2 separate regions of the Pan troglodytes genome follow, and region 2 is linked to region 1. The links are chromatin contacts, called in public HiChIP or PLAC-seq maps. All regions are on one chromosome and are shown on one strand. The core of a region is the stretch at or near the end of the contact, and the rest is flanking DNA. Distances in the headings are between cores, read along the strand shown. Region 1 holds the start of SIAH1 (siah E3 ubiquitin protein ligase 1). Region 2 holds the start of N4BP1 (NEDD4 binding protein 1).

What was found. HiChIP or PLAC-seq counts read pairs in DNA pulled down with a chosen protein or histone mark.
Region 2: an H3K4me3 HiChIP or PLAC-seq map of stem cell-derived excitatory neurons shows a contact between it and region 1, with 6 times the contacts expected there. The contact joins the promoter of N4BP1 here to the promoter of SIAH1 in region 1. A contact is called at or near these places in 1 of 1 datasets of contacts at active chromatin or transcription factors (stem cell-derived excitatory neurons) and 1 of 1 other capture datasets (stem cell-derived neural stem cells).

The regions. Positions count from the first base shown.
Region 1 is chr18:46,370,954-46,376,640 of NHGRI_mPanTro3-v2.0_pri, reverse strand. SIAH1 (siah E3 ubiquitin protein ligase 1) reads left to right here and starts at 2,629. Exons shown (of 2, transcript NM_001246359.1): 1 at 2,629-2,916.
Region 2 is chr18:46,602,476-46,607,727 of NHGRI_mPanTro3-v2.0_pri, reverse strand. N4BP1 (NEDD4 binding protein 1) reads left to right here and starts at 3,374. Exons shown (of 7, transcript XM_520627.8): 1 at 3,374-3,779. The coding sequence starts at 3,582.

The DNA of each region.
Region 1 (5,687 bases), core at 1,380-3,879:
AGCAAAACCCCCAAATAAAGATACTCTCATCAGTGCCTGTTTTATTTATTCATTTATTTTTATGTTTTTAGAGACGGAGTGTCCCTCTGTCACCCAGATGGGAGTGCAGGGGCACAATCATGGCTCACTATGGCCTCAAATTCCCAGGTTCAAGCAATCCTCTCATTTTGGCCTCCTGATTAGATGAGATTACAGGCGCACACCACCCTGCCGGGCTAATTTTTAAACTTTTTATAGGGACGGGGTCTTGCTATGTTCTTAGGTTGGTCTGGAACTTCTGGGCCTCAAGCGATCCTCTTGCCTTGGCCTCCCAAAGTGCTGGGATTACAGGTGTGAGCCACCGTGCCTGGCCGGTGCCTGTTTTATTCATAAGAGGAAAGTAATTTACATCACTGGTACCTTAACTACGGGCCAGATGCAGGACCAGAGCGTTATGTTCCATTGCAGTAGATGGAATTACCATTTGATGTGATTTGAGGGGACCAGGAAGGCTCCCTATCCAGATGTGGCCTGAAAATATTTGTCACCGTTACTGAAATCCCATCAATTGGAAGATTATTTGGATAGGCTTTACAGTTTACAAAATGCTTTTCTATGGATAAACTGTCAAGGAAGCAGAGTCAACTCCCTGTTCAGAAAAGGTGCTTAGTTACCCCCACAGTGGAGCTATTTTCTTTCAAATGGAAGGTACATTTTTTTGAGAGAGGGAGTAAATTAAATTTATAATGGTGATGTTTATGTCCCACCCATAGCTACCACCCAGAATTAACCAAATCAGATTGAGCCCCGCCCAAATCTAGGTAGGAATTCTCAGAGATGGAATTAACCTGATTAAATTTGTTTTGTATAAAAGGGAAGTGGGGGAAGTAAGAAGTAATTTGGACTCTTCTAGAGGAGAGCAGGCACAAACTAAGCCAAGAAAAGCACGTTTGAGAATTCCAGAGGCAGAAGTTGCTTCTGGGTGCCTGACGTCAACGATCCAGCACTTCAAGACTGGTGTGCGGCATCCTCAGGGGACACTGTGTCCTGGGCACCCCTGCAGTTTAAGAGAATCCACTAGTTTATAAGGTAAGTCCTCGACTGTCAGCAGTGGGCCAGAGACAGACTGTTATTTTCAGATGGACAAATGCTGTTGGGTAGAGGAAGGGATGCGGGATAAGGAGAACAAAATCTGACTTTGGCAAAGCCGGGTGTTTAGAACTTTAATCGCCACGTTGGCAAGTTCTCTCTTAGTCCGTATCCATTTCACTGCTTGCAGAGCGGCCCATGGGTTCTGGGGGCGAGAAACACATCTCACCCCAGAGCTGCTCCTCGCCCAGGACAGAACTCCTCTGCCCTTCACGACCAGGTCAAGGCCACATGGCTATGCCCAGCACATAGTCTGTAAAAATGGAAAATTTACCTCTAAACTGAAGTGAACCGAACTCTATTGACCTTCCCGTGTACTGAGGAGCTATAACTTCTCCCCAAAAATGTGAAAGTAAAATTGCAGTTTAAATCATGTAATTAGGAATACTGTAAACTAGTGTTTTGCACATATAAACTTTATCATACACTGGGAATTTGTACATACGTGCCCGGTATGGGATTTTTCTATTTTTATTTTTATTTTTTTGAGACAGAGTCTCGCTCTGTTGTCCAGGCTGGAGTGCAATGGCCTGATCTCTGCCTCACTGCAACCTCTGCCTCCCGGGTTCAAGCGATTCTCCTGCCTCAGCCTCCGAGTAGCTGGGACTACAGGCGTGCACCACCACGCCCGGCTAATTTTTGTATTTTTAGTAGAGACAGGGTTTCACCATGTTGGCCAGGCTACTCTCGAACTCCTGACCTCAAGTAATCCATCGGCCTCGGCCTCCCTAAGTGCTGGGATTACAGGCGTGAGCCACCGCGTCCGGCCGGAATACCATTTTAATAGATCTTACATGGAATTCCAGTTAGGGCTTGTAAATGTCTCAGATGCTTGCTTCTGCTCATAGCACCCATCAAAGAATTGCAAGTGATGTTTTCCTTTTATTATTTCAAGAAGTGGAATGCAGAGTTCCTAATTAGGGACTTTCCAGATGAGCATGGACACAGGAAAAGGCGTGCTTCCCCATTACCCACTTTTCAGCTGAAACAAGCTTTTGAAGCTCGTCCCGCTGTTGCTGAGGAGCGGCTCAACCTCGGGAGAGGCTGGGACTCTCTTTAGGGGTGAGGTCCCGGTCGGCGGGCAGGGCAGCCGCTTTTTCTTTGGGACTGAGTGGAGTTGGGAAGGATCCTTGGAGGCGCTGGGCTAAATCAGCAGACAAAACAAGGGGGAGGGCACAAGGCCGCGGCGGCGGCCAGCCTGGGGCTCGCATGCCGCTGGGCGACCCCTCCGGCCGGAGCCGGGGGGGTCACGCGGCCCCGGAACAAAGCGCCGCGGGAGGAGCCGCCCTGAGCCGACGGGCAAGCGCTGGCTTCTCGCGGGCCAGAGCGCCACGTGCCAGGATCTGTTTAATGCGCGGTGCACGGGCGCAGCAACGGTAGCCGAGTAGCCCCCGCACCTACTGCCGCCTTTGGAGACCCGCACAGCTACGCCCGCGGAGGCCGCCGCCGGCCGCGCCAACGCCTGTGCGCCTGCGCGCCCGCGAAAGCCCCGCCCCCCCCAGGCTCCCAGCGCGCGGGGACGCGCCTCCTCATGGCCGCCGCCGCAGTGTGTGGTATTTAGCGGGGGCGCGCGGCGGGCTCGAGGACGCGCGAAACGGCGGCGGCGGCGGTCAGGGGGGAGCCGGGGCGGCCGTTGCGGGGCGCGCTCTCGAGAGGCGGCGGCGGCCTAGGGTGTCCCGTCGGTCTCGGCGCCGGGAAGAGGCGGTGGCGCTGCCCGCGGTGGCGGGGGTTGGCGACGGAGCGCGTTGGTGCCAGGACCGGGGTCCGAGGCGCGCTCTCCGCCCACAGGTAAGTGGGGCCCGGCCTGAGGGAGGAGCCGGCGGCGAGGGGCTCTCCGACAGGCGGGCGCCCAGGCCCGGTAATGGCGGAGGGCGGGAAGGGCGGCCCGGCCGGGGCGCGGGCAGTAGTCGGCGCGGCGGCGCCTTTGTCTCGGCCGGAGTCGGGCCGCCCGGTCGAGCGCCGCCCCCCGCCCCTCCCCTGCCCTCAGCCTTCGCAAGCCGGCTCGCCCCCGCCCCTGGAGCCCCGAGCCCGGCGGGGTGGCGGCGGGGGTCGGCCCCGCGCGGCCGGGCCGAGGGCGGGGGAAGGGCCTCGGCGGCGGCCCGGCCCCCGCGCGCCCGGGAGGCGGGCCCGGCCGGGGGTGGCGCCCGGCGCGCCCCGCGCCCTCGTGCCGGCCTTTGTTGTGGAGGGTCCCGGGGTGTGCGGCCAACATGGCGGAGGTCAGCTGAGTGCGGGCAGCTGCCGGGGCCCTGCCCTCCCTCCCCCTCCTCCCCGCGGCGCCCGGAGGCCCGGGCCGCACCGCGCCGCTCGGCGGGCCTCGGCCTCCGCTCTCTGCCCCCGACCCCCGGCTGGAGCCGTCCGGGACGGGGCTGCGCTCTTCCTGCCGCTTCGGCCGGAGGCTTCATTGTGCAGTGGGAAGAATGCAGCCTCCTCCCTTGTTTATGTCGTTAGAGAGGAGAGCGCGTGAACGGCGTGCCGGGGAAGCTCTAGCTTATTATAAACCTGGCATTTCCTAGGGTTCATTTGCCGGGTAGTTTGGGGTCCTTTCTTAACTCTCCCAAATTTATAACTTAAAGTGAATAACTTGGGCCACTCCGATGCGTAGGTTCGTTTTCGCTGTCTGCCCGTTCCTGGAAAGATACATAATTTGTTTGCTCGGACATTCAGAAAAGTCCAGCTTGGGTGTTCGGAAAATCAGATTGTGTGTACCTCTTTTGCCAAAGTCATAGAGGCCATGAACAAACAGAGACATGGATACTGGATATGGGACGGTGTTCTGACTGTCCTGTCCCTTCCTAGCAGTTGAGCATTTACCTTTGCTTATAGCGGCTGTCAAGGGTAAATTGTTAAACTCTTCAGCAGTTGGATGTTGAGAGCACGGGCTGTGAAGTCCGACTGTCTGCTTTGGGTCAAATCCTGCTCCACCGGTTTGTGACCTTGGGCAGATACTTCTCTGTGCTTCGCTTTCCTTATCTGCAAAATGGGTGTAACGACAGTATCTACCTCAAGCCGTGTTGAGAATTGATGAGATGACAATAGGTGGACTGAAAGCAGTGGCAGGCCAATACTAAGTTCTCAACAAATGCTTACTGTTAAGACTGTTGTTTAATAGCTAAACTTACGGGTTTTCTTGGCATGATGTGTTGGTATGATGAAAGTGCATAGACCAGAATTTGTGAAATCAGGTCACAGATCTTTAGTGCTGGGTTTTTTCTTTCAATGCATTTTGTTGTTAAAAAGGACAAGGAGATTTGTATGATAAATTAACAGACTTTCTGAGATGGTGGCATTTTGGAAATTGCTGTGGCCGGGGATTTGAATGGCTATATCTTTGTGATTAAAAAAAATCAAATTGATTAAAATGAGGTCTTCTCTTAGCTAGTTTAGATTTATTGATCAGTTCACTTTCAAGGACTTGAGTTAACCAACTTAGAAAAGTGGGACAGTGAATACTTGAGTGTGTATCTATGGTGTTACCATCACTTTTGGAAGTTACTGAAGAGCAGAATGTAGTGTGGTGGCAAATGTAATGGTCTGGTAATTTTATCTGGGAGTTGTTGGCTCAAATTATGGTGGAGAGGATTTTAATTAGTTGTTAGGAGGACTTTAGACTGGTAGATCTTGAGACTCAAAGTAGATTACACAAATTGGTTGTGTAGTGTTTCATTCTGAAAATTTAAATAAAGATACAGATTTCTGTAATCTTGGATGGTTAGTTGTGATTATATCCAGAATTTGTTCCCCAAAGTTTATGCCAAACAGTTTTTTTTTCGTTATTGGCATCTTTCCAACATAATTTACTAACATTTAATATTTTAAACTGAAATACGTATAATAGATGTGAAACTGATAACTTTTCAGGATAAGTATTCCACAAAGTACAAATTCAGAAACAATGTTAATGCATTTTACATCTGTTAAATATTAATCTATTCCCTCTAAGCTTCGGGAAGTTCTTACGAAATTGCTGTAGAGAAATATTCTTTCTTAATATCTGTAATTAAAAAGCATAATTAGGTTAAGTTGGAGTTATGAAGGAATTATCTAGCTATGTCAGTAATGACATAGCATAACAAATAGGATTTTCAGTGAGTATGGTGTTTTGAAAACAGATCTTACATAACTAGGGTAACAAAGTTTAGTAATTTACAGAGTTTTAGGTGACTGCTTAAATTGTATTTTTAAGCAGTTGATTTACAAAATTTTTAAAGATTGGAGGTTCTTTGTTTAAAGAGATTTATTAACAGAATTTTGTGGAATTTCCATATTCGCCTTGTGAAATATTAAAATCTAGATATTTTTTGTACAGCCCTCTCTTTCAACAAAATCTATATGAAATCCCCAGAACCTTCCATCCCCCCGCCAAAAAAGGAAATTTTCCTTTTTACAATAAGTATCCTTAATAGTATTCTTCAAAATAGCAGGATTTCTAATGCACTTTAAATGATTTAGTTCCCGTGGCTATAGTTACTACAATATCTTCTGCATAAGGGCAAGAATTGTGTTTTTAATATATATCCTCAGTACCTAGTGCTCAGTAGGTATTTGTTTACTCACCTACT
Region 2 (5,252 bases), core at 2,125-4,624, 230 kb before region 1:
CAGAACTTCTCTATTCTTCTGTTTCCTCTTTTTTCCCCCTTAATTTACATTTTTTGTGGGGGGGGCAGGTGAGAGACAGGATATCGCTATGTTGCCCAGGCACACCTTGAACTCCTGGGCTTAAACAATCCTCCCACCCCAGGCTTCCAAGTAGCTGAGACTACAGGCACCTGCCACCACCCCCAGCTGGTTTCCTCATCTTTGAAACAGGAAGAAAAACAATAGCAACCACTGTTGGAGTTTTAGGAGACCAATAAACACTCTTTCTGCCCCTTCTGAATTCAGAACTAAGGAAGAAAAGCAGATGTTAGCCAGGTAGAGATCAAAATGTCATCATCATTGCTGACAAGAGCTAGACTGGAGGATGTGGTTGAAGTGAAAATACTTTATCCCCAGTCACTAACACAGCAACTGCAGACAGCCCATTACCAGGGTACAGGGTGGTCCAACCCAGCACCGCACCTTCTCAGAAAGTTATCAGTCAGAGAAATCCTCCTCCTGCTCTGGGGAAAAGGAGAATGAAAGCTAGATAGACATGTTCCTCCACACTTGGCCCCGCTGGGGAATGGAATAGGAATCTCCTCCTGTCCTTGAAAATATGAGAAGCAAAAATAAGTGATTCTCTCAATACCATTTTATGGGCTCATGAGGTTGTTATGAGATTAAGGAAAAACACAGCTAAAGTATCTAGAATACAGAATTCATAAGGTTTCATCTCTGGCATCAACTGTCCTGGCTGGTCAGGCCAGCCAGATAGGCAAGGCTGGTTAACCGAGGGAAGTTGTGGTTGAGTGAGAAACAGCATGAAGGAAGGGAGTTCTTGAAAGGGGATTTTTTTTCTCTCTCTCTCTTTCTCCTTGTTCCTTACACTCAGGAAACCTTGAGAGTTCCCTAAAGGGAAATGCTGATCAAATATGAACTGGCAAGTCTTTTTTTTTTTTTTTTTTTTTTTCTGAGATGGAGTCTTGCTCTTGTCACCCAGGCTGGAGTGCAGTGGCTCGATCTTGGCTCACTGCAACCTCCGCCTCCGGGGTCCAAGCAATTCTCCTGCCTCAGCCTCCCGAGTAGCTAGGATTACAGGCATGTGCCACCACACCCGGCTAATTTTTTATATTTTGAATAGAGATGGGGTTTCACTACGTTGGCCAGGCTGGTCTCCAACTCCTGGGCTCAAGTGATCCGCCCTCCTTGGCCTCCCAAAGTGCTGGGATTACGGGTGTGAGCCACCACACCCAGCCTGGCAAGTCTTAAATTAAAACTGGAGGAAAAACCCCCCAAAACTATGTATCTTCAATTATACACCAACCCAATGACTTATTAGCACAGCTTCTTGGCCCAGCATTTTTTAAGGGTGTGTGTATGCACTGCTTCTGTTGGTTTTGGGTGGGATTTTTTTGGAGGGAAGTGGGGAGAGGAAGGCACTGTGGTGTGTTTTTCAAGGCAGCCTCCCTCTTCACCTCTTACAATTAAGCAATTAAGAATCGCAAGCAGGGAAGTCACTGGGAGCAAACAGGAACCAGCCCTGGGGAAAGCCCTGTCCAATCACTGAACAATAGCAATTCCGTTTAAGGTGAGTGCAATAAGGCAGGAAATAACATGCTGTGTTGACATGTCTTACTGATAGACTGCGGTTCTGCAAGCAATACATCAGCAATGCCACACTCGCCACCTGACCTGCCTCAGCCAATCCCACGTCATCTACCTGATGGAGCAAGGCTGCTGGTTGTGTGGACATCAAGGGAAAAGCCCAGGGGAGGAGGAATCTGTTGATCTGTGAGCCTAGTGGTTCTCTTCCCTGTGCTGAATCACTTCTTGGTGGGGCACTGGGAGACCACACCTGAGTTTCTGAGACATATGGAAACCCCCAGAAGCCTGGATCTCTCATAGGTTTTACCTTGGGTAAATCCTCCTACAGAGACCATTCCCCCTTGGTATTTCCAACTACAGCATCTTTAGCTCCTCCTCTTTTTCCTCTAGCAGGGACGTACACAGATGGCACAGACTCCTGGGCCCACAAGTTCACTGTGGTTGCATAATCCACACAAAGATTTTCCCTGAAAATTGGGCCTTAAATATATTGCTTAAGTTAGCAATAATAATGTTCAGTGAGCACTTACAGTGTTGGGTGCTGTATTAATATTCACAATAGGAAGTACTATTATTATCTACATTTTATAGATGAAGAATTAAAACAGAGAGAGGTAATACTCCCAGAGCCCCTATCTACTATAGCCACAATATTTAGCTGAAGGAAAGGAATCCAACACTTTATCTTCCACAATCTGTTTTCATGGACTCAGAGAATATAAAGGCCTGGAAAAGGCCTTAGAGATAACTGAGTGTAACCTTTTATTTTACAGATCAGAAAACAGACCTGGAGAGGGGTTAGGGTTTATTTGCTCCAGTCCCAGGGAAGATCATGAGTGAGCCCCCAAACTCCCACTTTTCGGGCTTCTCCCATAACATATCCCCTTTCCTCCCTTACAGAAGAAATCACTCTCCTGAATTTATCTTTTTTTTTTTTTTGAGACGGAGTTTCGCTCTTCTTGCCCAGGCTGGAGTGCAATGGCGCAATCTCGGCTCACCGCACGCAACCTCTGCCTCCAGGGTTCAAGCGATTCTCCTGCCTCAGCCTCCCTAGTAGCTGGGATTACAGGCATGTGCCACCACGCCTCGCTAATTTTTTTTTTCTTTAGCAGAGACGGGGTTTCTCCATTTTGGTCAGGCTGGTCTCGAACTCCGGACCTCGGGTGATCCACCCGCCTCTGCCCCCACAGACTGCTGGGATTACAGGCGTGAGCCACCGCGCCCGGCCTTCTTGAATTTATCTTAATCATTTTTTTGATTTTCAATTCTCCGTAAGTATGCCCATTTTCTTCTCTTCTTGCTACCATTTTTACTGAAAGAAATAAAGAGGGAAAGAGAAAAAAGTGAGAAGGGCAGCTAAGAAGGTAAAAGGGTAGGGAGGAAGGGAAGAAACAGAGAAAGAAAGGTCCCGTCTGCCTGTGGATTAATGTGAAACTGAATAACTCAACTGCTAGAATTCTGGTTTGAGCGTCAAGACGTCTGAGGTCAAGTCCAATCCCTGTGACACTCTCAGTCTCGCCTCCTGGCAATTAAGTTTCCCCAACTATAAACCCATATATCTACATCCGCCAGATCCCGCGAAAGCGGTTTCCCCTCATCAAAGAAGTCCGCCCAGGCCTCCAAAACCATCCCTTTATTCTCAAGCAACATGGCGACTGAGGGTGACGTCAACTTCCGTCGCCTTCATCCTACTCCCTTCCCCTAGGGGGCGGCGAACCTCAATGACGGCTGCGGCCGGGGCGCATGCGCGGCGGCAGGGCCCGGCCCGCGGCGGCGGCAAAGGGGCGGAGGGGTTCGCTGCCAGCAATTGCCAAGCTGCTGCGGTCGTGGCGGGATGGTATAGCCGGGCCTGAGGGCGGGCGGCGGGGCGCGGGCGGGGGCGAGGCGGCCGGGAAGGGCCGACGCCGCCTGACTGGCTTGGGAGCAGCTGCAGCAAGCTGAGGGGGCGTCGCCGCCGCCGGCCCCCGGCGCCGCCGCGGGAGGCCGCGCCCGCCATGGCGGCCCGGGCGGTGCTGGACGAGTTCACTGCGCCAGCTGAGAAGGCGGAGCTGCTGGAGCAGAGCCGCGGCCGTATCGAGGGCCTGTTTGGCGTGAGCCTAGCCGTGCTCGGCGCGCTAGGGGCTGAGGAGCCGCTGCCCGCGCGCATCTGGCTGCAGCTCTGCGGGGCGCAGGAGGCGGTGCACAGCGCCAAGGTGAGTCCGGCCGCCGCCCCCGCGCGCCTGCGGCCTCGATCGGTCCGGGTCTCCGGGCTTCCGCTCCTCCCCGCCCCCGCCGTCCGCTGCGATGCGCCTGGGTTGGGAACGCAGTCTCGGGAGCCAGCGAACGTGCCTTTTCGGCTCGCGAGCCACGTGACCTTGGATAGCGGCTTGATCCCCGGAGCCTCAGTTTCCCCATTTGTAAAGTGGCGCTGACGAAAGTACCTACCTCAGAGGGCTGTCGCGAGGATGAAAGTGGGGGGTGTGTATGAAGCGCGGGCACAGCGTGTGGCACGGATCGGGTGCGCTGCGCATGTCGCCTGTTGTTGTCGGTTCCCCGGCCCCCAGGATGGTACGCAAGGCCTGTTGCTGGGCCCGCAGCCTCGTCCACCACCTAAGCCTTTATCCCCCAGTCCCGGGCCTCCACTACTGCAGTTCTGAGCCTTTTTGGGATCTCAGTTCCTCTTGAGAATCGGAAAAAAACTATTAATAGTAATAAAACGCTCGGAGAATGTCAGAAAGAAAGGATGTATGTTTACCTATTTTTTTCTATTTGAGACAGGGTCTCACTCTGTCACCCACAGTGGAGTGCAGTGTGGCGCGGTCTCAGTTCACTGCAGCCTCGACTTCCCGGGCTCAAGTGATCCTCCCACCTCAGCCTCCCGAGTAGCTAGGACCATAGGAGCGCGCCACCACGCCCGGCTCATTTTTTTTTTTTTTTTTTTTTTGGTAGGGGATTTCACTATGTTGCCCGGGCAGGTCTCGAACCCTTGGACCCAAGTCATCCTCCCATCTCGGTCACCCAAAGTGCTGGGACTACACGCGGGAGCCACCGCGCCCGGCCGGATATTTAATATGTTAACAAAAAATAGCGTTATTCTTTTTATTGATATTACCTACAACTAACATTTACATAACGCTTAAGAACATCACAGGTTGCTTCGGAAGGAATGTGCAGCCCTTATGGCTTCTAATAAGGTAGATTTTATCCTCCCCACCACCACCCCGCCTTTTTTTTTTTTTTTTTTTTTAATTAACAGCTGGGGAAACTGAAACTCAAAGTGGTGACTCACCTTCTGCCTAAATCAGCATTTCAGACCTCTTCAGCACCTCTATCTACTTCCCCCCCTTTCCAAACCAAAAAGCAACACAGTATGTTGCTCCTCCTAGGTAACCAAGTTTCTCTAGGTTTTTCCATCTCCTAAGTAGGGCAGCAGGATTCAGACCTAGGGAGTTTGTTTCCAGAGCCTTCGTTCTTGATACTTGCCTGTCATATGATGAGCCCTGTGTGCGGGGTGGGCAGGAAGGGCCCTCTTTTTGCATCCTGCTTTGTCAAGTAATGTCAGTGTCCTTGAATCTGAGTAGTCGTATCTCCTGATGTTCTTAGATTTAACAAAAAATCGTGAGTGTTTGCATTTCACATCCTTAAAGGAGACAGGGCACTCAGCTGTGTAGTTCTTCAGAGCTTAA